Regions from separate parts of the Mus musculus genome. Here all the other regions are linked to region 1. Evidence: chromatin contacts called from public ChIA-PET, HiChIP or PLAC-seq and promoter capture Hi-C data. All regions are on one chromosome and are shown on one strand. The core of a region is the stretch at or near the end of the contact, and the rest is flanking DNA. Distances in the headings are between cores, read along the strand shown.

What was found. Promoter capture Hi-C pulls out the DNA fragments that hold promoters and counts their contacts. ChIA-PET counts read pairs in DNA pulled down with a chosen protein or histone mark. HiChIP or PLAC-seq counts read pairs in DNA pulled down with a chosen protein or histone mark.
Region 2: a promoter capture Hi-C map of hippocampal neurons shows a contact between it and region 1, with 2.1 times the contacts expected there. The contact joins the enhancer-like site here to the promoter of Commd9 in region 1. A contact is called at or near these places in 7 of 39 promoter capture datasets (the 3T3-L1 cell line, the C10 cell line, hippocampal neurons and 2 more), 2 of 484 Hi-C or Micro-C datasets (the STO cell line and neural stem cells) and 2 of 115 datasets of contacts at active chromatin or transcription factors (double positive thymocytes and large pre-B cells).
Region 3: a contact with region 1 is called in a promoter capture Hi-C map of the C10 cell line. The contact joins the enhancer-like site here to the promoter of Commd9 in region 1. A contact is called at or near these places in 4 of 39 promoter capture datasets (the C10 cell line, embryonic stem cells, liver and 1 more), 3 of 484 Hi-C or Micro-C datasets (brain, regulatory T cells and stem cell-derived neural progenitor cells), 1 of 115 datasets of contacts at active chromatin or transcription factors (embryonic forebrain) and 2 of 9 other capture datasets (adipose tissue and pancreatic islet).
Region 4: an H3K4me3 HiChIP or PLAC-seq map of bone marrow-derived macrophages shows a contact between it and region 1, with 5 times the contacts expected there. The contact joins the enhancer-like site here to the promoter of Commd9 in region 1. A contact is called at or near these places in 31 of 39 promoter capture datasets (the 3T3-L1 cell line, 3T3-L1-derived adipocytes, the C10 cell line and 19 more), 6 of 15 datasets of contacts at CTCF or cohesin (CD8 T cells, the NIH/3T3 cell line, liver and 2 more), 189 of 484 Hi-C or Micro-C datasets (the 3T3-L1 cell line, 3T3-L1-derived adipocytes, the AML12 cell line and 105 more), 36 of 115 datasets of contacts at active chromatin or transcription factors (the 230-238 cell line, the HPC-7 cell line, the NIH/3T3 cell line and 24 more) and 5 of 9 other capture datasets (adipose tissue, bone marrow-derived macrophages, liver and 2 more).
Region 5: a contact with region 1 is called in a promoter capture Hi-C map of liver. The contact joins the enhancer-like site here to the promoter of Commd9 in region 1. A contact is called at or near these places in 6 of 39 promoter capture datasets (the C10 cell line, the HPC-7 cell line, embryonic stem cells and 3 more), 1 of 15 datasets of contacts at CTCF or cohesin (the NIH/3T3 cell line), 23 of 484 Hi-C or Micro-C datasets (DN2 thymocytes, the Patski cell line, Th2 cells and 12 more), 11 of 115 datasets of contacts at active chromatin or transcription factors (the 230-238 cell line, acute myeloid leukemia, bone marrow-derived macrophages and 6 more) and 3 of 9 other capture datasets (adipose tissue, liver and pancreatic islet).
Region 6: a promoter capture Hi-C map of the HPC-7 cell line shows a contact between it and region 1. The contact joins the enhancer-like site here to the promoter of Commd9 in region 1. A contact is called at or near these places in 6 of 39 promoter capture datasets (the C10 cell line, the HPC-7 cell line, liver and 2 more), 2 of 484 Hi-C or Micro-C datasets (erythroblasts and stem cell-derived neural stem cells), 2 of 115 datasets of contacts at active chromatin or transcription factors (the HPC-7 cell line and memory CD8 T cells) and 1 of 9 other capture datasets (pancreatic islet).
Region 7: a contact with region 1 is called in an RNA polymerase II ChIA-PET map of effector CD8 T cells, with 9 read pairs. The contact joins the enhancer-like site here to the promoter of Commd9 in region 1. A contact is called at or near these places in 6 of 39 promoter capture datasets (the 3T3-L1 cell line, 3T3-L1-derived adipocytes, the C10 cell line and 2 more), 1 of 484 Hi-C or Micro-C datasets (nephron progenitors), 4 of 115 datasets of contacts at active chromatin or transcription factors (bone marrow-derived macrophages, effector CD8 T cells, memory CD8 T cells and 1 more) and 3 of 9 other capture datasets (adipose tissue, liver and macrophages).

Annotation. Positions count from the first base shown.
Region 1 is chr2:101,883,819-101,887,980 of GRCm38.p6, forward strand. Commd9 (COMM domain containing 9) reads left to right here and starts at 2,444. Exons shown (of 6, transcript NM_029635.3): 1 at 2,444-2,501. The coding sequence starts at 2,451.
Region 2 is chr2:102,101,808-102,105,969 of GRCm38.p6, forward strand. The region is part of intron 2 of Ldlrad3 (low density lipoprotein receptor class A domain containing 3); the gene reads right to left. Among named protein-coding and RNA genes, the nearest start is that of Ldlrad3, 83 kb to the right of the region's middle. Within about 2 kb of position 2,359, at least 16 of the 459 cell types and tissues checked have an H3K27ac peak or open chromatin away from gene starts, as enhancers often do.
Region 3 is chr2:102,071,125-102,075,286 of GRCm38.p6, forward strand. All of the region lies in intron 2 of Ldlrad3 (low density lipoprotein receptor class A domain containing 3), which reads right to left. Among named protein-coding and RNA genes, the nearest start is that of Gm39888, 81 kb to the left of the region's middle. Within about 2 kb of position 1,882, at least 13 of the 459 cell types and tissues checked have an H3K27ac peak or open chromatin away from gene starts, as enhancers often do.
Region 4 is chr2:101,697,024-101,701,185 of GRCm38.p6, forward strand. Traf6 (TNF receptor-associated factor 6) reads left to right here. Exons shown (of 7, transcript NM_001303273.1): 7 at 1-4,162. The coding sequence ends at 476. Among named protein-coding and RNA genes, the nearest start is that of Traf6, 21 kb to the left of the region's middle. Within about 2 kb of position 2,463, at least 21 of the 459 cell types and tissues checked have an H3K27ac peak or open chromatin away from gene starts, as enhancers often do. A contact at or near this core is called in B cells, acute myeloid leukemia, bone marrow-derived macrophages and 4 more, where this site is marked.
Region 5 is chr2:101,726,170-101,730,331 of GRCm38.p6, forward strand. Prr5l (proline rich 5 like) reads right to left here. Exons shown (of 9, transcript NM_175181.5): 8 at 3,255-3,381. Among named protein-coding and RNA genes, the nearest start is that of Traf6, 50 kb to the left of the region's middle. Within about 2 kb of position 1,787, at least 13 of the 459 cell types and tissues checked have an H3K27ac peak or open chromatin away from gene starts, as enhancers often do. A contact at or near this core is called in liver, where this site is marked.
Region 6 is chr2:102,037,147-102,041,308 of GRCm38.p6, forward strand. All of the region lies in intron 4 of Ldlrad3 (low density lipoprotein receptor class A domain containing 3), which reads right to left. Among named protein-coding and RNA genes, the nearest start is that of Gm39888, 47 kb to the left of the region's middle. Within about 2 kb of position 2,370, at least 161 of the 459 cell types and tissues checked have an H3K27ac peak or open chromatin away from gene starts, as enhancers often do. A contact at or near this core is called in the HPC-7 cell line, erythroblasts, pancreatic islet and 1 more, where this site is marked.
Region 7 is chr2:101,754,344-101,758,505 of GRCm38.p6, forward strand. The region is part of intron 4 of Prr5l (proline rich 5 like); the gene reads right to left. Among named protein-coding and RNA genes, the nearest start is that of Prr5l, 41 kb to the right of the region's middle. Within about 2 kb of position 2,233, at least 88 of the 459 cell types and tissues checked have an H3K27ac peak or open chromatin away from gene starts, as enhancers often do. A contact at or near this core is called in effector CD8 T cells and memory CD8 T cells, where this site is marked.

The DNA.
Region 1 (4,162 bases), core at 1,194-3,693:
GTGTGTGTGTGTGTGTGTGTGTATCTAGGGAATTGTCTTGGCTGTTGATTGAGTTGGAAAGGCCCACTCTGAATGTGAGGCGCACCACTTCCTCGGCTGGGTGCTGCTCTGTGTAAGAGTGAAGAAGGCTAGCTGAGCGTAAGCAGCAAGCAAGCAGCAATGTGTGCATTTGGTTTTCTCCCTGCTCCTGACTGTGCCTTTGGTGTGAGCACAGTCTCCAGCTCCTGCCTCAAGGATGGGCTGATATTTGGAACCCTCTCCTCCCGTATTGTTTTCTGTTGGGGTAAAATTATCACAGCGACAGCGATGAAGCTAGAAGGAATGTGCTCTGCTGCACTGACATGTTGATTGCATGTCTTAAGAAATAATTGACATCTGTGATAGTTTGATAACTTAAGTGTATCTATGAAGGAAAATACTCTGTCAAGATGCACTTTTCACTGGAACTAAAATAAATAAATAAATAAACAAACAAAGCAAATTAATCCATTCAAAGTAAACTTTAATTTGGTAGATTTCAGTGTTGGTCAGTCTATAACAAACATGTCTGCCCTTATTCCTACACAGCTGCTCAGCTTCCAAGTTTAGAATTTTTGGAAGCTTTTTACTTGACCTTTTTATCAGGCTGATATCTGGCACGCTTCACATCGTCTCCTGCCAAGTTCTGAGCACTTACAGTTCTCTGACTAATGGTTATAAGTTTGGTTAGCAGCATCTGGAACACTGGTGGTGGAGTCTGAGGTAGCATTTGCAGCAGCTGCTGAAGCTGCTCCCAGACAACAGGATGCATCAGATTGGTCTATACTCTTAGCACATTCCCTGAATCCCTGGTAACTGTTATCCACTGGTAACCCTCCACCAGGCTGGGTTTATTCAAGGAAGAATGACATCTTTAAAGTCAGGTAGCTTGGGAAGCCAGATCCTTCCTTCACAGGTTTCTGTTTCTTTCTTAGTTCTGGAAGCCTGTTCTTGAAGTTGGAGTCACTCCCCATCTTGCAGTTGAAGTAGATACAGTACCCAGCAAAGAGGGCAAGTGCCAGGGGAAATGGCTGCTTTGGCTGTCATCATTGCCCCATCTGGATGTCAGCTTTCCCTAGTAGCTGGCAAACAGTAGTTAGTACCTCATTCTGGAAGCTCACAGCCTGCAGCCACTTTGAATCAAGACATGGAAAGGCTACACCTAAAGACTTATACAATATTTCAAAGCCAGAAAGCCTGGGATGGCTCAGTTGAGTTGTTATGCTTTCAATTTCTCAAGTGCATTGGTTACTGGTGTGTCACTGTGACAGGAACTAGATGGAAACAACTTAGAGGAGGAAGATTTATTCTGGTTCATGGTTTCAGAAGTTGTAGTCCAACATGGCAGAGCAGGGTGGCAATAATGTACAGCCAAGACTTCTTACACAGCAGCAGACAAGACACCATGCAATCAGGCCAGAACCAGAAGCAGCATAACCCCCAAAGGCCTGCCACTAGAGACCTTCACTAGCAAGGTCCCAGATCCTAAGGGTTCTAACATTCAGCAGTCCCACAAAGCTAGGGTCCAAGTGACCACAGGATGAACCTGCAAAACAGATTTCAGACTCAACCCATAGCAAGGTTGTAGTTAAGCCTTTGACCCAGCGACTGCCACTTTCAGACTCTCTGAAGACTGGAGGGTCTGCCTCTGAGGAAGGTGTTGGCAGGTCTTGCTGCATGACCCTCAACACTCAGTTTTAAGGGAAAGAATGCAGACAGAAGAGACCGTGCCGGAGGTGCACAGAGCTAAGATAGTCAATATCTTCACACGCCTTCTTCCTTTCTAACCCCTTTCCTAATCAGCTGCCCTTCAAACCAGACCTCTTCTTGGACCACAGGAAAGTTACTAAGAACCCTAAGTGACTTAGCTTGACTGTCTGGATAAGGCTAGTTACAAAGGCTCCTATCTCTCCACAAACAGAGAAGAAACTATATGCCTTGAAGCGTTGTTTTTTGTTTTTTGTTTTTTTTGTTTTGTTTTGTTTTTAGGGAGTACTGCAGGCATGTGAGCGTGTGTGTGTGTGTGTGTGTGTGTGTGTGTGTGAATTCCAAGAATTCAAATAGGCAAAGCTTCATTTAAATCCAGATGGTGAGTAGGCCGATCTCTTCTGGGCATCTAAGTTGCCAAGGTGTCTGCCAAGTCTGCAGGTGCATTCACCAGATCAGCCAGCCTACCCAGAGGGGCAAAGGCAAAACCAGTTTCCCTGACCTAGGATGTCCAGCCAGTTGTTCCCTGGAAATCATTCTATATCCGAGTTCTCTCAGTATCTCAGCCCTCTGGTCTTTGAGCTTAGTCATACAGGAGGAAGACTTCCTGGTTCTTTGCACGCCGTTCCCGCCAGCCACGGTGAAGAACTACAACTCCCAGCATGTCCTGCGAGGGGTCACGAGGCACGCTCCGCTTGCTCCGGCTGTCACGTGACTCCAGAAAGATGGCGGCCTTGACAGCAGAGCATTTCGTGGCGCTCCAGAGCCTACTGAAGGTATCTTGAAGGGGTGGGGACGCGTGCGGCCACCGTCTTAGGGTCTGGGACTTGGTGCAAAGCAAGAATTGGGAATAAACCGGCCCTGACTTGGAGCATTGTCCCACTCCCACCCTACCCGCCGCGCGTCAGTGCTTCTTTGTGTGACCCTGAGAAAATCGTTCAGCCTTTCTGAGCTTTTAAACAGGAGCAACAAAATTAATCACGCCCAGATATTAAGGTGGAAGTAAAAATCAGATAGTCGATGTAAATACACCCAAGAATTAGTGACCACGAGTGGTTTTATAGATTGGAGCACTTGGGTGACAGTCACCAGTTCCCATTTCATCCCAGTCTTTACGCCTCTCTCAGGGAAATTCTCTCCTTCTTGTCACCCTAGTACTTCTAGGGACGTCATAAAGTTTGAGTTACTCCTTAGAAGGGTGGCTTTGCATTCCCTCTTAGGACTTATTACTAGTGTGCACACACCATGGATGTCTTTGTGTTCTCTTCTGAGGAACATGATTTCTGTTTCTTCTTGTTTTCCTTTCTTCTCTCTTATCCAGTTGAAGATCAGAAATGATCCTCGTGACACTGTCATTATAAGTCACACATATAATGCCCTTTCCGTTATCCATCTTCCTAGTGTGCATTTGCTCAGTCCACTCCTGAGCACTTTGACTTCATTGTTCACAAGCCTATGCCAACAAGAACAAGACCTGGCACCCAGTATGTGCCGAAGAAATAGCTATGAAGGGCTTTAGTATAGTGGAGCTGTGACTAGGATCCAAGAGTTCTCCTTAGCAGCTTTTTCTCTTCCTTGTGGTTGATTTAAGCCATTCCTTTTCCATGCTTGCTTGTCTTGGGACATTTTCTTTTCCTTGGTAAGTTTTGGAAAATAACATATAGCATACTGAAATCATTAGTAATTCCCTTAATGACTACACACTCATGTAGCCAACACCAGACCACAGACTGAGACACCAGTACCCCCAGTGCCTCCCTGGTTACTTACTTCACTTGCCTTCCCAACAGTGCATAGCTTCGGACACCATGTACTATTACTCAGTCTCTGAACTCCACAGAAATGGAACACTTCTTCATATCAGTGTTCACATCTGGCTTCCAGTCATGATTGTAGCAATAGCTCATTTTCACTGCTCTATTGTTTAAATACACTTTATTAAAAGCTAACTATAATATCTCCTGTAGTTGTGGGAAATAATGCAGAGAGATTTTTGTCCCATGTTCCTTAATGGTGACTTCCTGGATATCTACAGAACAATATCACAGTTGGGGTATTTACATTGATCCAGTAAAGCTCCAAGGCATAGCTATCTATGTAAGACCCCTGGGTTGACATCTTACAGCCAAGCTCACTTGCAGTTGGCCTCCAGAATTCCTTGACACTTCAACATTCTTGTATCATTAGTTTTCATTTCAAGAACGTTTGTAAATCTTGGTGTAGATGATGTTTGTGGATTGGCTTTCCTCACTAAGCCTAATTCTCAAGCTGTAGATCGAAACCCCTTTGTGGTTGCATATCAGTTTTCCTGAATAGCAGATATTTACATCACGATATAAACTATGAAATAGCAATAAAATAATGTTATGGTTGGGGTCACCACAACGTGAGGGACTGTATTAAAGGGTTGCAGCATTAGGAAGACCGAGAGACCACT
Region 2 (4,162 bases), core at 1,109-3,608, 220 kb after region 1:
TTAGAGACTCTCTAGTCGTGCCTGCATTATAAGAATGCAACACATTATCTTTGTAAAATTATTTTTTCCTCATCTGTTTCTAGATTTAAAAAAAAAAATCCATTAAGCAATTGCACATGAGCCGTGTCGCAGCCCAAAGTGTGAGTATGAATTAAAAAACAAAAATAAAAAACTATACTGTCACAGCCTAACTCAGATCCACAAGACTGGTCTGGATGTGCCAGGAAAAAGAATTTTGTTTCTCTGTTCTGTAATTTTGTAGCCATTTAAATTTTATTAGCAATTACCGGGCCCGTTACCACTGACTGTATTTTGCAGTTACAGCCAAGACCTGGCAACTGGGAGCTTGCCCAAATGACAGGGGGCCCAAGTGGACCTGGCCATATTTACTCCAGATGCACTGGAATGTGAACCCCCACCCCCACTATGAACCACTTCATCAGGATTCTCTCATAGGCAGACCCATGCTGATAACTGTGCAGCTTGCTGAAAGCGGGAGGGGCGTGAGATGGGACAAGGCAAATTGAAGTGAAGAGCTGATCTCAAAGATGACTCCACACTGCTAAGGGTGGTGTGACAGGGCAGGCATTTAAACTGGAAGTTTCCTGACAGGTCCCAAAGGACAGCTTCTACTTAGAGAGACACAGAAAGCTGAGAGGATCTTGGTCATGTTCTAGTACATCATGTCCAATTTCCCTGTCATCACCAGAACAGGGCTAGAAGAGCATGGGCAGGGATATGGGACAAGAAGCTTTGATATAGAAGCAGTAGTAATAGTAACAATAACAAGAAGAACATCCAACAACAATAATAATGATGGTAATAAATATTAACAATAATAATAAACAACTGTGCCTAAATTAGGATGTTCTGTGATTAAGAGGCTGGTCTTTTCATGGTGACACGATATCCAGCATGTGCCTCCTGGATTTCTTTCTAAACTCCTGGAAGCCTTCATTCCACAGATCTGCTCATCTTCTTCCCTAACCAAAGCCTGGAGTCTTCTGTCCGGACTCCTAGTAGAGAGCCACTCTTCTCACCTTCCAAGTGGTGGGCGATGGTCCAGTCTGAGCTGGAGATGGACCACTGCCATCATCGCGTGTCCCTCAACAGGGGCTGAGCGATACTCAACTGGGCACCCCGTATCACAAGTCCAGTTATCCTATCTCCAGCAAATGGCTCTGGGAAGGAGAGATGCTCATTCTTACCCCATGTACTGTTTCTCTGAACATCCATGATGACTTCGGATCAAGTCGTTTACCCTCCTTAACTTAGAATATGAATAATAATCCAACCTGCCTTTGATGCCTAAAAAAAGCATGTGGGAAATTGTATTAAAATTCTTCTTACAGAACACAAAATGTAACCCTTGTTAAGTACCAGAAGGGTACATGGTGCTCACACATTCTTCCTATGTCTTCACATCTGTCCCATTCCAATTTCACAGACAAGGAAGCAGAAGCTCCAAAATGCCAAGGGCAGGTGAGGAGTCTATGCCAGGAAGTGACCCTTCTGCCAGTAACAGTTCAATTAGTGTTCTGGGTATGCCAGCTGCTGAGGGAAGAATGTGAAACAAAGTTTGGGCTCCATTTTGTTTTCCCCAATGCCCACAGAATCGAAAGGCCACCAAGGCAGTGTCTTGCCCAGATACCACAGTTCCACTGGATGGAGATAGGATATGACACAGACAATGTGGCTATACAGCAGGTCCCTCCCACTGTACATGATGACTCTCATCCTGCCTGCCCAACACCCTAAGGAAGGCATGCACACATAGTGCATTTATCTGTGGGGAAATGTTCAACTGCCTTGGTTGAAACATCTAATACCGTCAATCTAGGATGGTGCTGATGGCAGAGCACGCCACTGCTTTATGTGCAACGAAGACCAAAACACTGTGGTGGTCATTCTAGGACCTCATGTTTCCTGACTCTATCAGATCGTATGGACAGGACAACAATCCATTTACAGCTATAGCCATCTTGACTGCCTTCAGATGAACAAGAAGTTGAAAGGCAGGGCAAATGAGAAGTGTAGTTTTTTCTTGTTTTGTTTTGTTTTTGGCAAGTTCAGATTCTAATGTTGAATCTCTCTTTTGCTCTCCCCTTCCCCCCTTTTTTAAAAAAGAAAATCTAATAAGCCCAATTTTCATGTGTGAGCTTACAATTTATAAAGATTAGCAGCTAACCCATATTCTTAGTGTTCTGCGCAAGGCAAACACACTGGACTTAAAGGCCCTGAACTAGCAGGGACATCGCAGCCGTAGGCGGGGCTGGAAGGCAGAAAGCTGGCGACGGGGTGTTTCATCTCCAGCACGCTGCCTACCCACACCCACGGCGGAGAAAAGCACAGCTCTGCCAGGCTGCGTTCTCACCAACCAGCACGCTGAGTGTGTCCTCATCACAGAAGTGGAGGAGTCGAGATACCACATGACAGAAGAAAGAGTAGTATAACCAATTTAAATATATTTATACTTATTCTATCCTCCAGAGAGGGCACACCTCACACTTAGACTTTGCACTTCTAGTCTCCAAAACTGTGGAAGAGCCACTTTGTGTCATCCGGGGTGTGATACAGTGTTCTAGAAGTTCTAAGAAACTGATAAGCCCAGCGAGCTGGGGAGCACTTTGTCTTTTTTTTTTTCCTCATGCAAAACTTCTGGCATCTTTTGGGAAAAACAAAAGCAGAACTACCGGGGTCTCTTAAGCAAAGGCTGCAAGAGAGAAGATTTATGGGAAGTCTGACAACCTGGATTTGTTCCTATATAGGTGACTGGCAGGTCCTACCTAGGAATGAGGGATTCTAACATCAGAACCAAGAATCTTTTCTCATGGCGGCTGTACAGGTATAAAATGCAAGCGTGGGGGAAGAGGGAGAGGAGCGTCTGCATCAAGTTTTAAAATGGTTTCAGGCCAGTGTATGAAGTGAAAGGTCTCTATGCACAGGTACTGGAGAAGGCTACAGGTCACAAAACGGAACACAACCAGACAAATCCACATAGGTATGCTCAGCTCTGAGGACAAGCCAACCACAGCCACTCTGGCAGTTGGGGACCAACTCCAGGTTCACTGCAGGTTCACTGAGGCTGAGACTCTGGGAAGAATGCAGAGGAGGCTCCACCAAGAGCCACACTCAACTCAGGTCTGCAAAGATTTGTTCTTTTTCCCTCTGGCACCAGCTTGGGTATCCAGCTGGCTCTCTAGAGAGATAAGCTGAAGGACATTTTGACATTGGCTGGCTAAAGACTCCCTCAAACAAAAAGATATTGAGCCAGGAAATAAAACAGTTTCTGTGGCAGAGCCTCGCTTACTGGAGTGTAGGAAGGTGAGGGACCGGGCATGTGGAGGCTGCAGCCGACCATACCATGCTGGGCAGATAGAGACCTCACGCAATTTTCTGCTTGTTCAGAGGTGGATAGTATACTGTTGCCCGAGGCACAATACCTATTGGATAAGATCAGCTTCTTTCTGATTACATCATGCAATGAATGATTTGAACATGCCCTCTGGTGAAGGTGCGGAGACAGTCCCTTATCTTATAGCCAAGGAAGTATGTGCTGAGAAAAGTATAGTAGCACTGAGGGCGTCGGGGACTGTGAGAACCCAGCATGGTCTGGCCCTAAAGCCCTGTTCTGAACTATAGGATATATGATTTCACCTTTGGGATGGAAGAACCCAAGGGTCTGGACGTGACTGAGTTACCAGAGGTATTTAAAAACACACAGCAAAATAACACAAGTAGGAAAGAAAGAACACACAAGAGTATACACATGGGTCAGCATGAAACCACAATCAGTCTCTGGGCCACTCTGAGGGCCACTTCTGTTGTCAGAAGTCCAACTCCTTCAGAAGCCTGTGGAATTCAGTACTTCACTAGGGCTAGCCAGAGTTAAGACCTGCAGGAATAGGGACACTTCACATGTGACACAGCAGATATTCAAGCAGAAACTGAGAGTAGGACTGTCCCCAAGAGATGGAGCAAGTATGGCAAGCCAGTTTAAAAAAAAAAAAAAAAAAGGCCCGTGTCCACTGCTTCCAGGTTAGCCCAGGGGAGCACTCGTGTCTTCCCAGTGATCCCCTGGGAAGAAAGAAGAGTCCTCTCCCAGGGCAGCCATTATGAAGCTTCACCAATAGAGTGGACGGTGTAAACGAAAAGCCCTGGA
Region 3 (4,162 bases), core at 632-3,131, 190 kb after region 1:
TTGCTAGGCCCCGGCATAGTCTCACAAGAGACAGCTGGTCAAAATGCATCCACGGAATATCAGAGCAACTGCAGTTGGCATTTAGTGAGTCCTTGCCACACTAGGCAGGGTGCCAAGTACTTCGCACAGATTTTCTCATTTAATCTACCCAGCAGCCACTTGCTGGGATAGCATGCAGGAAAGCTAACGTGACACTCTCAAGACTGCCTCTTCCAGAAGACCTGCTTGCAAGGTCATATCTGGCTTGGCTGGAGTTTGGGACTGTGGTTTGTGGAGAGGGTGGGGACACTCTACCTCTAACAGATCTTATACAAATTCTTCAGTTTAGTTTGTGCTAACATTGGTGTTTCCTTAGAGTCTGGAGTCTAGGAACGTACGAGGCAGATGGTGGTTGTGATCATTAATAGTGACTGTCAACTTAACAGGATCTAGCATCGCCTAGGAGACAGGCCTCTGGGCATGTCTTGTGACAAAACATCTAGGTTAGGTAGGAAATACCCCCTAATTGCAGGACAAATACAAGCAAGAAGGAGCTGAGCAGTGAAAATCATCTTTGCTTGCCAGCCACGGATGCAATGCGATCAGCTATCTCGGGAGCAGCACCTTCAACTGTGAGCCAAACAAGGCCTTCCTTTAGTTGCTTTTGTCAGGGCTTTATATCACAGCAACGGGGAAGTAACTAAGACAGAGACGGTGTGCAGGTGATCAGCCCTGGACAAAAGCTGGGTGCTAAGTCTGAAATGAGCTTGCCCGGAGGGCAGCTCTTCACCACGCTGCTGAAATCCAGATGAACTGAATGCATCCGGTAGAAGTGCTCTAAGAGAGACCTCTGGGGAGCCAAAGCTTGGGCCTCCTCAGGATAGCACTGCCACCATCTTTTGCCTATATTCAATTTGCATTGCACCCTTTTGATGTAATAAACCATGGCCCGTGAAGATGACCTTATGCAGAGAGAAATGATGACCCTGGGAGAGTCTTGCGGAGTCCTGATGGAGTGGGGTATGATGGGTACAGCTTCGATCCCCATTTCAAGGATATGCTTTGAGGATAAAGAGGCTCACTTAAGTTCACACAGCTAGAGAATCGAGTACTGAGGGGAGGCCCAGGCATGTGGACTCCAGAAGCCATGACCTCAATCAACCTAATGGCATGTCTCTCTGCCAAAGGCTGTCACTTCTTCCAACAGAAGCCAGACTCCTGCACTAAAGAAATTTATTTTGCACACCTGCTGTACAAACAGTTTGAACAGAAACAGTTGTAACTTGGACTTGATTTACGGTCCTGCTAAGCCCAGTAGCCCTGGGGGGTGATGCTCTTTCTAGCTAATGGTCCTGTCTGCTCTGGGTGTCGATTAGGAGACAGGAGATGAGATCTATGGCTAAGTGCAGGTAGCAGTCTCACTGAACATCTCTCCAGACTCCTGTCTGCGAGGCCGGAACTACATCCCTCCAAGAAGGAAAAGGCCATTTCTTTGAAACAAATAGACAATAAATTGCCTGCATGTTCCCACTGTCGGTATGATGCCAATTTAGGTGGCAGCTGACTCACGGTCAACAGGGTATAAGGCCTAGCGTGAGTCCAGTTTCAGCCCCGACTTTCTGTAGTGGTGTTTGTGAGTTCCTCACAAAGCATAATCTCAAGAGAGTCCTGGGCTCAAACTCAGACTCCATTTCAGTGATGTTAGACACATTTCTTTATATTGCTGAGTCTCAGTTTCGTCACCGGTACAACCTGCTCACCAGGAGTCTTATAAGACGGAGATGGTTGATTTAAAAGCTTGACTAGAGACACTGACAATGCCTGCTTCTCTTATCACTGCAACAAAAGGCCCGACAGAAGCTACTGTGTGGCTGTTTCCTTTAGAGGGAGGAGCAAGCCTCAGGAGACTCAGACAACTAAGTATTGGAGACTCAAGAAGGTCACATGTTTACAAGACTTCTTAGTTATGTAGCTAAGTAAACACTTGCTATGAGAGAGGAGACTCCAGCAGAACTGCCTGGAAGTTATGCAAGGAGGTCTACGGATGTGAACTGTCACCCATGACGCAGTGGGCAAGGTTTTGATCACCCATATTAAGTAGCAACAGTGAACCCATTGGTCACAAAGCTAGGTTTGGGTGAAACCATCTTTGTTCTGTCACTAGTGCCCTCACTGCCTGGCATGAACAGACATTAGCTTATTCCCTATTAGGAATAGTCACACAGCAGAGCCTGTGGCCAAACAGGGACCAGCAGAACCAAGGATTAAGCAAAGAGGAGCAGAGATGTGGTCCCTGTGATGGGTGATGTGATGCGCAGCTGAGGCTGATTCATCTGAAATGACACCTGCTCAATTACCACAACTAAGGCAGTGGTGGCAGCAGGAAGGTGGTCTCCAGCCTCGGAGCAAGCAGCTCTTCATCTTGAAGAGTGGGTGCAAACCTGACCTGCATATTCAGGGTTGTCCTTATTTTTCCCCTTTTTCCAGAAGCCATTGTTTGAGATGGATCAAGAGTCAGAGACATAGGTCTCTGGGAGACATGTAAGAACTACAGGGTACCAGGAAATGGTATGGTGACACCACTCTGTACGTCCAGAGCAAGTCTCACACATGGGAATACTGAAGCCCGAATAAGACAACACACCCGCCCAAAGTTAGAGAGCTCTTATTGGGTGAACTTGGGTCTTGAGCCTGACTCAGTTGCTTCCAAGTCTAGTTTCTTTCAGTTATGCTGTACTATGTCACAGGTGGCTGCCACAGGACCACATCTGGCTCAGGTCTCTTTCCAGCTTTCGGATACAACAGAAAACAAAAGAAAGAGATCCAGGAACAGAAAGCCCTTCTCCCACATGTCAGAATGTTCCAGGCCTGGGATAGACAGCTCTTCACTAGACCACAAGCCTATGACTCTCAATGTGCCAGAAAGCCCTTGGGGCTACCTCCTCTTAGAAGATGATATAGGCCCATCACCTACAGCTGATGGCCCAGGTCTCTCCAGGTGGCCACCAAACACAATAGCTGGACTAAGAGCCCAGTGTGGTGACACATACCTGCAATGGCAGCACTGAGAACAGCAAGTTTGAAGCCAGCCCAAGTGACACAATGAGGCCCTGCCTCAGTCACCACTCAGTTGGGCCAGAACAGCCATGAATTCAGACAAGCAGACCTACCACACTGCTCAAGTGGTGGCTACGACTCCAGCCCAAGCTGTAGTCATCTAGGGTGCACCTCCTTTGCCTCTGTGCTCGCTGCCTCCAAGGATCTTGCTAGTACAAAGCCAAGACAGGCCAAAGATCCAGAAGCAGGAGCCATAGCTCCTCTGCCATGTTCCCATCTTTGCTTGTAAACATCAGAATGGGCCTCACTGTGTGACATTTCAACCACGGAGAAGCGTATGAAGGAGAATGTGAACTTCATCACTGATCACCACCACACAGGGAAGATGCGATGATATGTGCATGCTTGGTCCATGGTGTGGCACTATTAGAGGGTGTGTCCTTGCTGGAGAAGGGTTGTCACTGTGGACATAGACTTTAAGACCCCATCCTAGTTGCCTGGAAGCCAGTATTCTGCTAGCAGCCTTCAGATGAAGATGTTGAACTCTCAGTTCCTCCTGCACCATGCCTGCCTGGATGCAGCCACATTCCTGCCTTGATGGTAATGGACTGAACCTCTGAACCTGTAAACCAATTCCAATTAAATGTTGGTCATGGTATCTGTTCACAGCAGTAAAATCCAAACTAAGACAAAAGGGTGATCTGAATATTTAGTAAATATGATTTCCTATCAGCTACCCTTCTCGCTGCTGTGGCCAAAAATCTGGCAAGAGCAACTTGAGGGTGGAAGAACTCACCCTGGCTCACAGTTTCAGGAGACTTTCAGTCCATCAGGAAGGGAAGGCAGGGTAGTAGGTATGGTTCAGTTCATACTGCTGAGAATATGAGGTGGAGTCATGACAGCCAACCAGAAAGTAAAAGCAGGACCAGGTTAGAAACCCCCATCTGTGCCAGACAGGTCCCAAAGCACCCCCAAATATTACTGCTAGCTGAGGACCAGGTGTTCAAACCCACGAGCCCAGAGAGGACATGGCACACTCAAATCATAACAGCAGCAAGAACAATCATGTGTAAGTGGGTCAGTGGGTCAAATCCTGATAACGTAGCAAGTCTGGGATGAAGTCTGG
Region 4 (4,162 bases), core at 1,213-3,712, 190 kb before region 1:
AATCCCAAGAAGAGGAAAGACCTGTTGTCATCCATAGCCCTGGATTCTACACAGGCAGACCTGGGTACAAGCTGTGCATGCGCCTGCATCTTCAGTTACCGACAGCTCAGCGCTGTGCAAACTATATATCCCTTTTTGTCCACACAATGCAAGGAGAATATGACAGCCACCTCCCCTGGCCCTTCCAGGGTACAATACGCCTTACAATTCTCGACCAGTCTGAAGCACTTATAAGGCAAAACCACGAAGAGGTCATGGACGCCAAACCAGAACTGCTTGCCTTTCAGCGACCCACAATCCCACGGAACCCCAAAGGTTTTGGCTATGTAACATTTATGCACCTGGAAGCCTTAAGACAGGGAACCTTCATTAAGGATGATACATTACTAGTGCGCTGTGAAGTCTCTACCCGCTTTGACATGGGTGGCCTTCGGAAGGAGGGTTTCCAGCCACGAAGTACTGATGCGGGGGTGTAGCGTCCATGTACTTGTGTTCAAAAACTAGGAACCATATGGGAAAACCGTGCCTTCCATGCCTGGCCCCAGTAAACAATGTTCAAACAAGCAGTGGGAGAGGTGTAAGGCCTAGCAGCAGATGTCATCAGTGAGGTCACGAGCCACTTCTTACTGTTAACAAATACCTGAGGCAGTTCCCATGGGAACCTACATGTCCCCTGTATCTTCAAAACGTCAACATTTGAAGGGCCTGTGGCTCATCTGTCTGTCAGGGTACCCCTTCACTGTGCTTCCATGGGCTATTTTGTCCGTGTACTTTACTGTAAAAAAGGCCAGACTTAGCGTGCTGCAGCTCAATCGTTTAATAAGACCGGTGCCTTAAAAACTTGAGGGGTTTTTAGGACACTGATTACTATATTAAACATGAAAATCACCACTGCCTGTGCTGGTGCCAGTAGAGAAGTTACCGCTCTGGTGTTGAGTTCTCATTTAGTTGACTCCTGTGAATTTCAGAGGCTTTGAACCATGATCCCTGGAAGGCTTAAGTTCTCAAGTACTCCCTCCTCTATAGTTCACTAAGGATCCAGGGACTGGTTTAACCCTTACTTAGTGTGAATGTATTGTCCACTGAACACCAAGCATCCCCCACTACTTTCCTGTTTTGAAATATGCTCCAGGCGGCCTCTTCCCAGTCTGTAAGACCGCGGTCATGTGCTTGCCAACTGCTGAGTGTTACTGCCATGGAACCTTTCTTGTCTGTCCCGTGCAGCTTGGTTTCCACAGCCGGTTGCATATCTTCTGTTGCTTGCAAACACAAAATCACCAGCCCAAACGAGTGATTTAGCTCACTAGCCATTAAATGGCATCTCGTGGATGATGACAGCAACTCTTACAGCCAGGAAACTTCAGCCCCTCTTAACTAGCTTTTGATTTAGCTTATAAGGTTAATTGAAATAAAATTGATTTTTCTCAAGGGGTTGGAGAATTGGCTCAGTGGTTAAGAGCCTTGGCTGCTCTTCCAGAGGATCCCCAGTCTGTAACTCCAGTTCCAGGGCATCTGACACCCTCATACAGACACTCATGCAGGCAAAACACCAGTGCACATAAAATTAAACAAACAAATAAATAAATAAATTGATTTCCTCAAAACAGAATTTATTGGAACTTGGGAAATTGTAGGTACCTGAGAGATGCCTAAACCAAGGTTGGCTATCACGGTTGTGTGGACACTCAGCTTGAGTGGTGGCTTTGTCCAGCTCAGTAGAGGTTCTGATCTGTGACCCTAATGTGGAGAGGTGACTGTCGTGCTGCTGTGTATTTGTTAATGTCCTGTACATATACAGTACTTTGGAGTCTAGTTCTCAGGGAGCCCTACGACTAGTTAGAGCCTTTGTAAGGAAGCAGAGGGGATCCTCTCCTGCTGTTTACACAAGATCAGCTATGTGTTCTGGTGGTAAGAAAGGCATCCGTGCCTTCAGCTGAATCAGAGACCCGAGCAGTGCTCTGACCTGCCCTGTTCCCAGAGAACGCTCAGAGCCTCCACCAAGGAGTCTGTTTCTCAGCTGTAGCCAGCCAGGGCCACTTTGACCTCTTCATTTTCCCCTGCTTCCATCCTTCCCCTATAAAGGTGAGGGGAAGACCTTGTCCCCTACCATTATCACAAGCTCATCACAGGTCTCTTCTGTTGGATCCAGGAAATGTGTGTCCCTTAGCTGTGCCTCCAGCAGCCCTGAGCTGCTTGTAGCAACTTCTGCCTAAGGAGCACTGCATGGTCTTATACTGTAGTTGTTTCCCAGTGGAGTAATAAATGTGGGCTTGTTTGTTGTTTCTTTAAAGCAAGCAGTAGCTGTGTCTATATTTATTTAGAAATTGCCTGAAGAAGATTACTCAACTATTTGAAGACTTATTTTCTATATGCCTTTCTTAATTTTTTTATGTTATATGTCACCACAAAAATATGAACTCCCCAACCCCCTCTCCGTTTTTTGAAAAAGGAAATGACATTTAAGAACTTCCTCATCAGATTTCTCTTTTTAAAATATCTGTATTAGGAAGAGCAGTCGTTTCCTGCCGTGGTTTTGACTTTTTTTAAAAAAAACTCTAACATCTTTTAAAGTTTTTTTGCATAAGTTAAACTGTTCCCAGCTTTAAATTGTCCTCCCTATAGGGCAAGTTGGACTAGGTGTTTCTAGTATCCGCATTGAGAAGCCCAGTGCTGAGCCACAATACTCACTAAAAGGCTTTCCCCGTAGAGGTGTGACTGCCCCTAACTGCTAACACGGATGGTTCACTGCAGTGTAATGTCCATCCGCTAGAATACACCTCAGGTAGTTTTAGAACTTGCAGCATTTGGTGTTTGTAATAAGCCAACCAGTTACTTTATGTTACTCAATTGCCACGAATGCAGAGTAAAACTAATCAAGCTGACATTCAAGGTCAACACTTAGTAAGGTCAACTCAGGATCAAGTCTTAGCCTAGAAAGCCGCTTTCTTTACTTCACCACTTTCTGAACATTCTCTTTGTACCAATGGGCCTATAAGAATCCGTATAGTCCAGAGTGCATTGGCCATCTTTCCTTACCAATCTAGAACACTGCTGAATTTAAAGTTGTTTCTTCTTAGAAAAATGCCTACCTTACTATTGAAGATTTTTCCCCAAGTCATATATTTCCCTCTTAGAAATCAGGCCAGACGGCAGTTCTAGTTTGGAAGTTGGTTACAGTCCTTTGGCTGTTACCATCTCTAGCCATTCTGCTTTCTTCTGGAGAATGAAGAGGAGAAAAGTGCATTAAAGTACAAAAGGTGTCCTCTCACCCTCGGAAGATCAACTGACAGGTGTTGGATGATCTCCAACAAGTAAATTTTGTGACCAGTATAAAGTTGAATTTGTACCAATATCAAACAAAGTCTGACCAATGTAAATTATGTGCACAATTAGAATATCTTCTCCTTAAGGAGAGGTTGCTTGTTTCTGCTTTACCTGGAGTTTCCTTCTTTCGCATGTGACTGGAAAACGTTTTAACTTTAACTATCGAGGTGATTCTTACTTAAGACTTTGAAGTGCTTTTCTCTCTTTTTCTGTCGTTAACACACATCTTTTCTTGACTTGACTCAAATTCTCGCCATTGTTACAGTTTTTTATGGGGTGTTTGGTGATTAGTTTGCTGGCTGCCTTGAGGGAGTGAACAGGGCACGGTCAAGCGTCGTTTGATTGTCTGTTGAAATACTCTTTAAATGTCGGCATTCTCAGGGTAACTGTCATTTGTTTCAAAGTTGATGTGATTGTCTGGGAAATGGATGGATGCTTCCCAATTCCCAGAATCCAGAAAAATGAAACCAGATGTGATCAACCTGAACTTGGGACACTCTCGGTCACAAGCGTTGAAGTCACTCAAAAAGGACTAAGCTAGTTATTTCTCTGTGGGTCCTCTGTGTCTTTGATGTTTTAAATTGCTCAGCCCCGCCCCAATAAATAAATAAATAAATAAGAAAAGAAAAGAGTTGTAGTTTTTCACATTGTGGAATGTGGAGAGGAACTCCTTTTCCTGTCCTGTGTCTCCTCAGCGGAGCCCAGCCCTGCCTGACACAGGAGAAAAGGGTGGCCTGTTGGTCACCTGCCCTTCAGAATGTAGCCCCATCTGACTCCTAAAACCCCAGTTTCCTTCAGTGCAGGCTCCAGGAGAGGGCAGAGACCCCATTCTGGTCAC
Region 5 (4,162 bases), core at 537-3,036, 160 kb before region 1:
ATCCTGTGAGTATCAGTTATGCAAAGTCCCAAGCTCCTGGCATTCTGGCTAGACTCCACCCTCACAGTTACCTGACAATAGCCAGGTATGCTCCTCCCCACAGCTATCCTGCAACTGCAAGATAGGCCAGCCCACTATAAAAGAGGCTGCTTGGCTCCTCCCTCCCTCCCTCCCTCCCTCCCTTCCTCCCACCCTCCCTCCCCTCCTCCTCCTCCTCCTTCTCTCTCCCTCTCCCTCTCCCTCCCTTCCTCCCTCCTCTTAAGTTCTCACCTTTCTTAATCTCTAGCTCTCCTTTTCCCCTTCCCTTCCCCCCTTCTCTCCACGTGGTCATGTACGGCATCTCTCTTTCTTTTTACCTTCTCTCTTTCTTTTGCTTTTCTACAATAAAGTTCTAAAACCAAAGACTGTCTCTGTTCATCAAGGCCCGCCATGCTTGAACAATGCAATAGGCTTTCCCCTAAAGAGCCCTGTCTAACCTCCCGCCAGAAGGCCTTACTGCATTCCGGACCAAGGACTCTCACCCTCGTGGAAACAACCTAGCGCCCCATTTCCGGTTGCCCTCTCTTCACTTCAGCCCCGGGGATGACGGAGCTGTCCCAGGGCCTCCACTTTGTTCTCAGCTCTTCTGAGACATATAGGGGTGTCTGGGATGTCCGAGACTGAGAACCTGTTATCTCTGGCTTCCTTGAGACCCAGAGACCTCGGACTGCTCCCTGTCCACCCACCTCAGACTGGGTCTGTGGCTTCCACAGCCAGACACCCACCTGGGGCCATGTGTGGCAGTCCTCTGTATCTGCCTGCCCAGAGAACCTGGTGGGACGCATGTTCTCTCCCACCCCCTTTATTCTCCCACGCCCACTGCCCCACAACTGTCTGCTCTTCCAGAGAACCCAGATTCAATTCACAGCAGCACAAGATGGCTGAGAACCGCCCATAACTCCTGTTCCAGGGAAATCAAAGCCCTTTTCTGGCCTCTTCAGGCTCCAGACACACAAACACGTGTGCACACACACAGGCAAAACACCCATAACACACACAAAACAATAAAATAATTTTTAAAACATGAAGATTAGTGAACTAAAGGCAATGAAGAAGCAGGTTCAAGCTGGAGGATCAGAGGTTGAAGGTCATCCTTGGCTACATAGTAAGGCTGAGGCCAGCTCCGACTACATGAGACCTTGGCTCAAAATTCCTGTTCTTTGTTAAAGACGTTACATAAACAGGAGTTCAAAGCCAACTATTTGAAAACCACTTGTTCCCTGGATGTCTCTCCTGTATGTGAGACCATATATTTCAACACACTTGTTTGGTTTTCTCATTAATCTGTTACAGGGATCTGTTCTAACTACAAGCTTATGGGGATTGAAGTAAAGTTTTTGTTGTTGTTTTGTTTTGCTTTGCTTTGTTTTTTATCTTCCCCTATATTGGAATTGGGCCCTGACTATGATGGAGTTCTTGGCATAATACCACTAACCTACTGGCATCCTGATATCTCCCTGGGTCCCTATCCCTGAAATGACATGAGGCCAGAGAGTAATAAGGAAGGGAGGGTCCATGGAGACAGAGGCAATACAGCATCCAGCTTAAGGAAGAGGCAGAGGGCAGGCAGGAGACTGCCTTCCTTCAATAGCTTTCAAATTTATGTGAAGGGAGTGTGGAAGAGATCAGAGAATGAGCCAGTGAGACCTGGGAGTCAGCTGAATGGAGCCAGCCTCCTCCAGTCTGTGGCTGCTGTGGTAAAGCTAGTATCTCCAGAGAAACAGGACCAGGGCCAGGAGGGCAGCTATTGGAAGGCTCAGCCTTCTACACAAAGAGGCCCAGAAAGGGCAGGCAGCATGCTCTCTGGAAACTGTTCCTTGTCCCCTTGGCTTTGAAGCTTAACTACAAATCCATCACAGTGGGATGAGGGCCAAGTGAGTGTAACCCAGGTGATGTTTCTCATTCTGCACCTTTCTGTGAGTGCAAGCTGCCCTGGCTCTGGAGTACACCAGCCCACACTGGTCTAACAAGCATGTTCAAACACCCACTCTATTGTGGCATAGCTGGACATCAGGGCCCAGTGCAAATGCTGAAGACAGAAACAAGCAAGTGTCTGCCTTGTATGGTCTTACATCTTAGGCAGTAACTGGAGAATCTTTATCAAAAGTCTTTCATGAGGCTGTTTCTACCAAGGCCATGTTTTTGTTGGGAACTATTCTATAGTATATTGTACTATGACATCAGATGTTTCTACTGAGACTGTCTAGACTGTGCTCTCACTAGGAGAAGATCTGATTCACCTCTAGATTCTATACAGAGACTAAGGCACTGCCTGGTTCTGTAGTACCATACAGCCACCAAATCAGGAGACCCAGGCAGAATCTATTCCCTAATCCAAAAGCCCTGCTGTCCCTTGCAGTGAAAGATCTTATAGTACTTACAGAAGTAGAGTGGGGACAGTAGATGAAAGATCTGACTATAAAAGTGACATGGTGGCTACTGTCAAGGGAAGAAATATCATGGGTGGGTTTCCACTCAAATGAGTAACAGATGTTGGATTGGCTAGTTTTATGTCAACTTGACACAAGTCATCTGAGAGGAGGGAACTTCAATTGAAAAAAATGCTTCCATAAGATCTAGCAGTAGGAAAGACTATATGGTGTTTTCTTAATTAGTGATTGATGGGGGGAGGGCTCAGATCATTGTGTGTGGTTTCATCCCTGCATTGGTAGTCCTGGATTCTACATGAAAGCAGATTGAGCAAGCTATGGGGAACAAGTCAGTAAACAGTACCTCTCTACGGTCTCTACTCAGCTCCTGTCTCCAGGTTCCTGTCCTGTTTGAGTTCCTGCCCTCATTGCTTTTGATATTGGACTATTATATAGAACTTTGAGTGACATAAACCATTTCCTTCCTAAGTTGCTTTTGGTCATGGTGTTTCATTATAGTAACAGTAAGCCCAACTAAAGCAGGTATTATACGAAAATACAGTTTCTGGTATTAGATACAGAAAAACTAATGAGAAAGATCAAAGCCATTGGTCAAAGGAGTGGATGAGACAGGCATTACTACAGAGATTGGAACCAGTCTCTAAGGAAGATTGGTAGAAGGGCAGGGTTGCTGCCACATGGTCTCAGAACATCTGTAACTAACAAACCAAGATTTACACTGGCCTTCACTAGAACAAAGCTCTGGGCAGACAACTGGCGCTTGGAACCTCATTATAAGCATCATTATCCACAAGCCTCTAGACTTCAGAGCTAAGTGCTTCTTACCCAGTGAGTACGTGGGGCCTGAGCAGCTGCGGTCCCCGCTGATGCTGAGAAAGGGAGACACCACTTGCTTCACCAGCTCCTCCAGCTGCAAGTAGCCCTCACTTGGGCCTGTGGGCTCGTGAACACTCTACAAATGAACACCCAAGACAGATAAAGGTCAGTGTAATGTCAAAGCAGTGGACATTTGTCAACACCTGCCAATGACCCTCCTCTGTGCAGAGGGCAGTGTGGCCACAGTCAGCCTCCCTGTGGTTAGAATGAAGGATACAGGCCAGAAGCACTGGGCACTTGTCCCAAGTCAATAGATGAAAATGAGAGAGAACAGGAAATGGAGAGGAGGCAGGAGATGAGAGAAAGGATAAATGCAAGATTTGGAGCTGTGTGACTCTCCCAGGGACATGGGACATGGGGACATGGTTTACACTGAGCCTTTCAGAGGGAGCAGCCCTCATTCCTCAGACCCTCTGCCAGGTTGCCTAGCAAAACACAAATGACAGGTTTTCCTGGCCCTGTACAAAATGAAGATGCAGGGCCTTGAACTGAAAATTAGTAAGAATATTGAAGGGGAGATGAGCGTCTATTAAAACAGACACTGAGAGACAAATGTATATCTGAGTTCAAGGCCAGCTTGGTCTACAGATCAAGTTCCAGGACAGCCAGGGCTACATAAAGAACCCTGTCTTGAAAAACAATACATACATACATACATATATACATACGTACATACATACATACATACATACATACATACATACATACATATGATGTTTAAGAAGCAAATCCAGAAACTGGGCCTTTTAAGAACAAAATCTGGCCGGGCAGTGGTGGTGCATGTCTTTAATCTCAGCACTTGGGAGGCAGAGGCAGAGAGGCAGAGAGGCAGAGAGGCAGAGAGGCAGAGAGAGAGA
Region 6 (4,162 bases), core at 1,120-3,619, 150 kb after region 1:
ATTAATGATGACAGTAATAGCAATTACCATCTGCTCAGGGCGCGCCGTGGGTCACTCTGTGCAGAGGGGACTTTCATGTATTAGTTAATTCACTGCTTAGCAACTCTGTGCTTATCTCTCTTTTACAGATGGGAAACGGAGGACAGAAAGAGGAAGTCTCCTGCCTACGGTCCCACAATCGACACAGGCAGTACAGCTGGGATCTGAACAGAGGCTCCAGCAGCCCATGCACAGAGCGCTTGCTCTCTGCTGCCTTTGTCTAAGACACACGAGGAGGCAGGCACACAGGTTCAACTGCAAAAGGTTCACGGTGAGGCAGGGCAGCCTGTGTGACCCAGGTGAGCAGGGCAGAGGTAGGAGCACCCGGAGAGGCCCTGAGGCAAGAGCATGGCGAGTCTGAGAAACAGAAAGGAGATTTTTCGCTGTGGGAGAAGTGGAGGTCACACGTAGCTGAGAGACTAAAAGGGCATTGTGTAGTTCACAGTGAAAAGTACGGCCACGGGGGCGGGGGAGTGATTTAGGTTTGCAAGCATTCGGACCTATATAAAGAAAAAGTGTGATGGTGAATGTTTATAGTCCCAGAAATTGGGAGGTAAAGACAGGAGGATTCCTGGGGTTCACTGACCAACCTACCCTGGGCGAACCAATGGGTGTTAGTTCTTCAGGAGAAAGGTAGGTAGAGTAAAAAGAATTTTTTACTCTGCTTCTCTTATTCATACATATATACATGTATGCATATATATGTATATAATATATATGTATACACACACACACAAATGCTACAAAATAAGTTTTAAAGAAAGAGTTCTGATTCTAGGACATGTGTTGAGATATCTAAACATCTGCAGAGCCCAATAAGGCATAGTTACAGCAGTCCCAACCTGGGTGGCTTCCATCAAGTAGCTAAGTCCCTGGCTGCATCTGTAAAACAGCAGCAATGATATCCAACTCATAAGGCTGTCATATTAGAAGATTTAAGGCCTCTTAGGATAGTGCCAGGGTCACAGGAGGTCTTGCTTTTACATTCCCTGGTAGACAGACTGTGCCCCTAAACTTCAGGTTACCCCACATATTCATTTGGATGTCTATTTGAGGGGAGGAGGTGAGCCTGATAAGGGTAGAGCTGAGAAACAGAAGGGATGAGGCAAAATTAATCTGTGATCAATACTGCTTGTGGCCATTATGGTGACAGGCAGCAGATAAACACATAAATAGAACCGAAGACCAGCTAACCCCGCCAGCTGTTGCCATCAGCCACTTTGCCCAATTACGCAGGCTGTCGCATAGCCTTCTATCATTAGGCACTCAGTGACATTTTATTTGTGGCTGTCCTCCTCCCTCCCTATTGTATTTAGTCGGCTTTCATCTGGGAAGGTCTAGCTAGCCTCACTCGAGGCTCTGACTTGCGGTAATTTAGAGTTAAGCATTATTTTATAGTCTATGTAAATAATGAGTTAGAAGCAGGCTGGATAAAAGGCAATGCCTGCTTCAGCCAGAGCCTCAGCAGACTGCGGGAGGCTGGGTGGCTGGCACAGACTCTCCCTTAGTCAGGTGCTTGGACAGAAACGGGCCTCAGTCTGGCTGGTCTCCCAGAAGATAAAACAACAGCTGAGCAATGGGCCAGTGTTTCTGGCTAAGGGTCCCCCTTCCCCCAATTTTCTACAATCCTACTCCCAATGATTCATCCCCGTTCTGTGACTACAAGCTTGGCCAAGCCACCTTTCTTTTTTATTTTTTAAAGAATTATTTATTTCTTTTATGTATAATAGTACACGGTAGCTATCTTCAGACACACCAGCAGAGGGCATTGTAGATGGTTGTGAGCCATCATGTGGTTGCTGGGAATTGAACTCAGGACCTCTGGAAGAGCAGTCAGTTCTTTTAACCACTGAGCCATCTCTCGAGCCCCAGTTTTTCTTACTAGAAACAGAGTTATTTCCTATTTCCACACCCCACTAGGCTAGGGCTTGACCACATGACTTGGCTTAGCCAAAGCATCTGTGGAATATGGTATGAGCAGAAAGTTAAGACATTCTTGAGCCAGCGTGCATACCTATCACTCTCCAAAGATGGACAGTGATACAGCGTGGAGGCAATGGAGGTAGGACAGAGCTGAGCCCGGTTTACAGACTGGAGCTACTTGTGGCAGAAAGGAGCCCTGCTACAGACTGGGTGCAACAGGCTGATAAAACATATACTAACACCCATTGGGGCTAGGAGTCCTAGGTCCTGCGTTCTATTCCCAGCAACCCCTCCCTTACTCAAAAGAGTAAAGAAAACAGAAAGGGGAAGCAAGTGCCTAGTGGTATGTGCTGCATATGGCCTGCCTGCCTGCCTGCCTGCCCACTCTGCTATGGGGTGGGGTGTAAGGAGAAGCAGCTGGGCAGGAAATGTTTTGTTCACCCATCACTTTCACTGGGTTATGGGTGTCTCTGTCTGGGGCTGGATCACCTGCATCTAAGCTGCTTCCTGCTTAACAATAGTCTTCACAACAGCAGCAAGCAAGCACACTACAACGAATGACTGCTGGGATGTGTTACAGGACCTACTCTACGGTCAGGTCAGTCTCCTTACCCTTATTTCAACAGTCACAATGAAAAATGGGACAAGTCTAGTTCCCATTTTAAAGAGAGACTGAAGTATGGGACTGTTCCCCCTTGAGTTATAAACAGAGCTGAATTGGGTCCCCAACCCCACGTTGAGCACCATTGCCTTGACAGCTACTCCCAGACTCCGGATGGATTTGGCAAAAGGTTCAACCCAACCCTTGCTTTCAACATCATCTTATAAGCCTGTACTTTCCTGTGTGCCCTTCCCACCCAAACCAGGCTGCAAGATACTGGGATGCATGGCAGGTACTTTGTCCAGCAGTAGCTGGGGGCTTAGCTGAGTCACAGAGTAAGGCTCTGTCATCTGCTTAATGGCTTTACACAAGTCCCATCATGTCCCTACAGCTCATTTTCCCCCTCTATAAATAGAGGGGTCTTAGTGATAAGAATGGCTTCCTTAGAAGCTTACAGTGTGTGTGTGTGTGTGTGTGTGTGTGTGTGTGTGTGTGTGTGATGCTAATGGCAGGGCCTGGCACACAGGGAGGGCCCAGGAACCTTTGCTCTTTGATGGGCTGCGAGTGGCAGGAGGTGAAGTTCTGAGGGAGATGGTGTCATGACTTCTGCTCTTCTGCCCTGCTCAGTCTTGAGAAGGAGGCAGCCATCTGATCTCAACACTGTACACTGTGCAGGAAGCCGAGATGCACAACACTTGTAGTGTAAATAGAGGCTGTCCATTCCAAGGACAAATAGTGAGCCACCGAGCTCTCTGCTTACAGTATCTGCTGCTGCCCAAGTCCCCTGCCTGTTTTTTGACTTTCAAGTTGCACCACATTTATCCCCAAGAATAATAATTTACTAAACATGCCAACCCATATAGTAGAGGGAGATGAGCCAGTGGGGGTGGGGTGGGGTGGTGCTGCTGCCGCAACTAGCCCATTTCATGCTGGGGTAGATGCCCTCTGTTCTCCTATACATCTATATGCAGAAGTTCATTTTCCAACTGCACAGACCACTGACAGGCAGCAACGCACGCTTATGAACCTCCATCTATATTCCAGCCTGGGTGCCCCCACTCCGCTCCTGCTCTCTGCTCCCATGTTAGGCAATTCCTCTCCCTTGGTGCCCCTGGCTGCCGCCATCATTCTCACTTAGGCAAACTCTATCTATGTATTTCATTCCTCTAATTTTCTCCCATAAATCAATCCTCCCTCCCCTTGGCTGCTGCTGTTCTGTCTGGATTGTGCTTCTAGTGAGTTGTTCATTTCATCCAATTGTGTATTCAATGAAGGGTTATGAAGTGCCAGCTACGGGCAGGGTACGAGGGGGAGAGGAGTGAAGTAGGGAGCTGTGCCCTGCTTGAGCCTGCTAGAGAGAATAGTGTAAACCGTGGGGTTTATAAACAATGAGGATTCACAAAGTCCAAGATCAAGGCTCTGTTGGCCCGGTGGTCTGGTGATGACCTCTGGCTTCATCAATGGCACGTCCCTGCCTCAGGCCTCTTTTATAAGGGTACTTATGTTATTCACAAGGACCCCCTCTCAGGAAATATTCACTTCCAAAGACCTACCTCCTAATAGAATATTTGGTCCAACTGCTTTGATAAAATACCGACA
Region 7 (4,162 bases), core at 983-3,482, 130 kb before region 1:
ATCAGATAAACAAATTATGAACATACCTTTAAGTTCACAAACATGTGTATGCCAATTCACATGTGCATGTATGTATGTGCATGCACACACAGACACACACACACACACACAGACACACACACACACACAAACACAGCCAGGCATCTATGACCTATTGACAACTGCTTTGTCCGTGCCTGCTGCTCCCCTAACAGTCCCTTGCTCAGAGCCCTTGACTTTAGTTTCTCTATGAAGCAATCCAAAAGAAATGGGACTTTCTGAGCTTGGGGCGAGACTTGTAGCAAACAGAGCAACCCACAGATGCAGAACTGAGAAATGGAGGTATTTGTCACCCTGCTCCCCCATACATTGAACCACAGAGATACCTTACTAAGGAATCCAAAAATGCAGATCATTTTATAATATCCATTTTCAAACACGCCAGAGAACCAATTATCCCTCCAGGCAGTCCCTGGGATAGAGTTCTACTCCGAAACCTCAATTTTCCTCTCAGGCACAATTCAAAACAGACGGGGGGGGGGGGGGGGAGAGTCAAAACTGGAAATGTCAGAAATTTTTCTGGCCACTGTCTCTCAGAAATCTATTCAGGTTCCTGCAGCCCAAACAGGCTGTCTTCTCTGTGTGCAGAGCAGAGATAAGCCGAATTTTTTTTTACCTGCTGTCTCTGCCCTCACCCCAGGTCATTTTCATTATTCTTCACTGTGGATGTTCTTTCTTTAAAATTGTAAAATAAAAATGCTCACTTGCTCTAAGGTAGAGACCCAGACAGGAAGAGCTCTGGCTATGACTCTGCAAGTGCCAAGCTCTCACCGGGAGAGGAGGGTCCCACAAAAGGGCAAAGCCAACTTTCAAAAGCAGGTTGGGGGGGAAGGTCGTGCAGACCTCACGCTGAGGTGGGGGGGGGGGGGCATCGTGCAGACCTCACATTGAGGGAGCTTGTTTACATTCTTCTGAAACAACCGGGGGTTGAGGGACTTTCCTGATTGTCCTAGGGCTCGGCTCCTGAAGGCTCGCCCTCCCGCCCGCCACCCCCCCCCCTGCTTTGCTCCAGATCCTTTGTTTGAGCCTCTTGGGGCTTTGCCCCTGAACTGTTGTGAAGCTTCCCAGATCCCAGGGACTCCTTGCTGTGTGGAGATTTCTTGTGCAGATTTGAAAACCTCAGCGGTACCCAGCCCCAGTCTTCCCACTTGAATGTCTCCTGAACTACCTTCACCACGGTGGCCACAGGCAGGAACACCTGCATTGTTATCCTTTATGAACATTTTTTTTTCTTTAAGCTGTTTGTCAAAATTGTCACTGCGTGCTAAAAGAAACCGGTAGCAGCACCCCTTACCACAAGTGGAAAACTCGCTCAGAAATTAACTAACAGCAAACAAATACTGACAGTCACCTATCCCTAGCTAAAACTGCCAAGTTCAAGGTTAGCTCCCTTTTCCTTAACTAAGGAGGCTGCCAAGTCCTGGAGAAGATGGCATAGACTTTCTCTGGCATGACAATAAGGGATAAAGCAAACATTTTCTAAGCCCACCTCTGATGATATTCACTGCCACATTTAGGTTCCTAAATGTCACTTCTGATATGTATTGTTGACAACTCTAAACCGTTGACAGAGGTAAATGGAAGGAAAGTAAATGCTTAGAAACATTGGGGGGAGGGGTGGGGCTGGAAACAAACACCCACAACTTAAAAACAACTGCATTATAAGTGTGTCTAGACGAGTCTTTTTCCAGTTTAGCACCCTAAATAAGAAAAACCCCCGCATTCAAAGTTCTGAAAAAGCATTCCCCACACCACACGCTGAGAAAAAGACGTGGGGTTCACCAAGCACCTTCTCCGGTTAGGTTCCTGGTAGGAAATGGCATGTGGTTGTTAGTTTTGAAGTCTCTGGCATCTTTGTAAGCAGTATTAGCCACCTCCCAAAACCTCAGGGCTTCCCATGTGCACAAGTCCCCACCAGACACACCCTTCCTACCGGCCTAGGGGTAACCCCCAAGGCCAAACAACAGCTGGCATTTAAAACTTGACTGAAACCACAGGGACCCCATCTCTTTCAAATGTCAAGGCAGAAGGCAGCCTAGCCCGGCAGGCTCCTTTCTTCAGGACTTATGAAGAAGAAGAAAAAAAACAAAACAAAACAAAACTATTTTCAGTAGCCTGCCTTCAAACCAATCAATAGAGACCACAGGGGAGCAGAGTAAGGTAGAGGCTGGCCTTTGAGTGAAGGGCAAATAAGATGACTCACAGTTAGGACTCACTATCACATTCTGAGACTTCATCCCTCCCTTCCTCCCCCTAGCCGGGTAACCTGACTGAATTTCAGGTTTCCACTGGGTCTTGATCTAACTAGATTTAGGGTTACTGTCTCTCTCTCTCTTTCTCTCTCCCTCTCCCTCTCCCTCTCCCTCTCCCTCTCCCTCTCCCTCTCCCTCTCTCTCTCTCTCTCTCTCTCTCTCTCTCTCTCTCTCTCTCTCAGACTATGCATGTATATGCAAGAGTGCACACACCTGCACATACACACGTGAATATGAGCTTGCGTTTAGCTGACTGACATCTGTCATCCTTTAATAGTGGACATAAGAGTTGATCACTTCCTGATACTGAGTCAATAAACAAAATGATGTCCCACTTTCTAACTGCAAAAATCTCTCCAAACAGTTTTAAAATTGAGCTCTACTTGGACACAAAATAACACAAAACAAACTACCACCAAAAGCCTATGTGTTTTTAACCTTCCTTTCCCATTCGAATGGATGGGGTTGTGCCTCAGCATAAGAAATAAGAACCAGGATAAATTTAACAAACACTTACTCTCTTATTGTGCTAGCCCGTAAGGCTTTGTAAATAAAAATGTATTTAGTCCCTACAGTAACCCTATATGGGTAGGTCCTAAAGGTTAGGTCCTGGTTTTGTAGAAGAGGAAACTGAAAGAGACAGAAATGGCAACTTGCTCCCAGCAACACACTCAGTAAATGGCCGTGCTGGTTCCTGAACCTGGGTAGCCTGTAGCAAGGTCCATGATCATGACCACCATGTTATGTTGCCATGTTTCATGCTATGTTATGTTACATGCTACAACTAGCATTGAGTTCTCCACCGCTGTTATTTCATGTAAACCACATAATAGGGTAAACTATATTTTTGTCCTCATCTTACAAACAAGAAAACTGAGCCAGACAGAAATAAAGCAGCTTGCCCAGACCCACCTAGCAAATGAGTGAGAACCGGGAGCTGACGTCATGGGAGGGAGGGTCACATAGCCGGCTACTCACCATCAACACCCAAATCCCCCCTGCTCAGAGGTAACGAAGCAGCTTATGTCTATGACTTAGAAACTGTCCTTTGCAGGCACACACACACACACACACACACACACACACACACACACAGGGGAGCAGACAGACAGACACCCCCCCCCCCCCCACACACACACACCTGGGACTTTGGATTTCTTAGCCCCACAACAATGCATAGGCAGGAGGGAAGTCTGCCTATCATACCAATCCTGCTGTCAACAGAACAGACCAGGAGGCCTAGTGACAAGAAATAAACTGTTCAAAGGGCACATAACCCAACTAGACACCACACATAGGACAGGCGGGATTTAGGGCAGTGGTGGAAGTCACTGTCCTCTGGTGGAAAGCTATGTCTTCAGGAATATCAAGTGGATTCTGCCTTTTCCTGCCTGTGTCCCAGAGCTGGACAGTGCAGCTCTCCAGGGACTGTGTGATGTGGAATACACAATCCAGAGTAAGCAGCAGGGAGGAGAAAAGAGCCTTCTAGAAAGCAGGCCATGTGCCTGCTTATTATGGTTTATTCTGGAAACTTTTTTTTTCTCTCAAAAAAAGAAAAAGTGTTTTTCTGTAAGTTAAAGACATATTTTAGAGCTTCTGAGGCACAATTTCTCTTATGATAAGGACAGACAGATGGACCCCAAAGGAGCAACAGTCTCTAACAGTATAAATGAGTCCCGAGACTCAAACGCCTGAGACTGCAAGGGATCTGACTGATCTCCACTCACATCAGGGACCAAGTGGGTGCAGCAGCTCCTTCAGCCCATGTAACTGTGGGTGGGCACTGAGGGAGCAGTCACTGAGTATGGATACCCCTCCCTGTGGGTATGTGAACTGCAATGTAGAATAATGGGCGCTGGGACCTTCCAAGC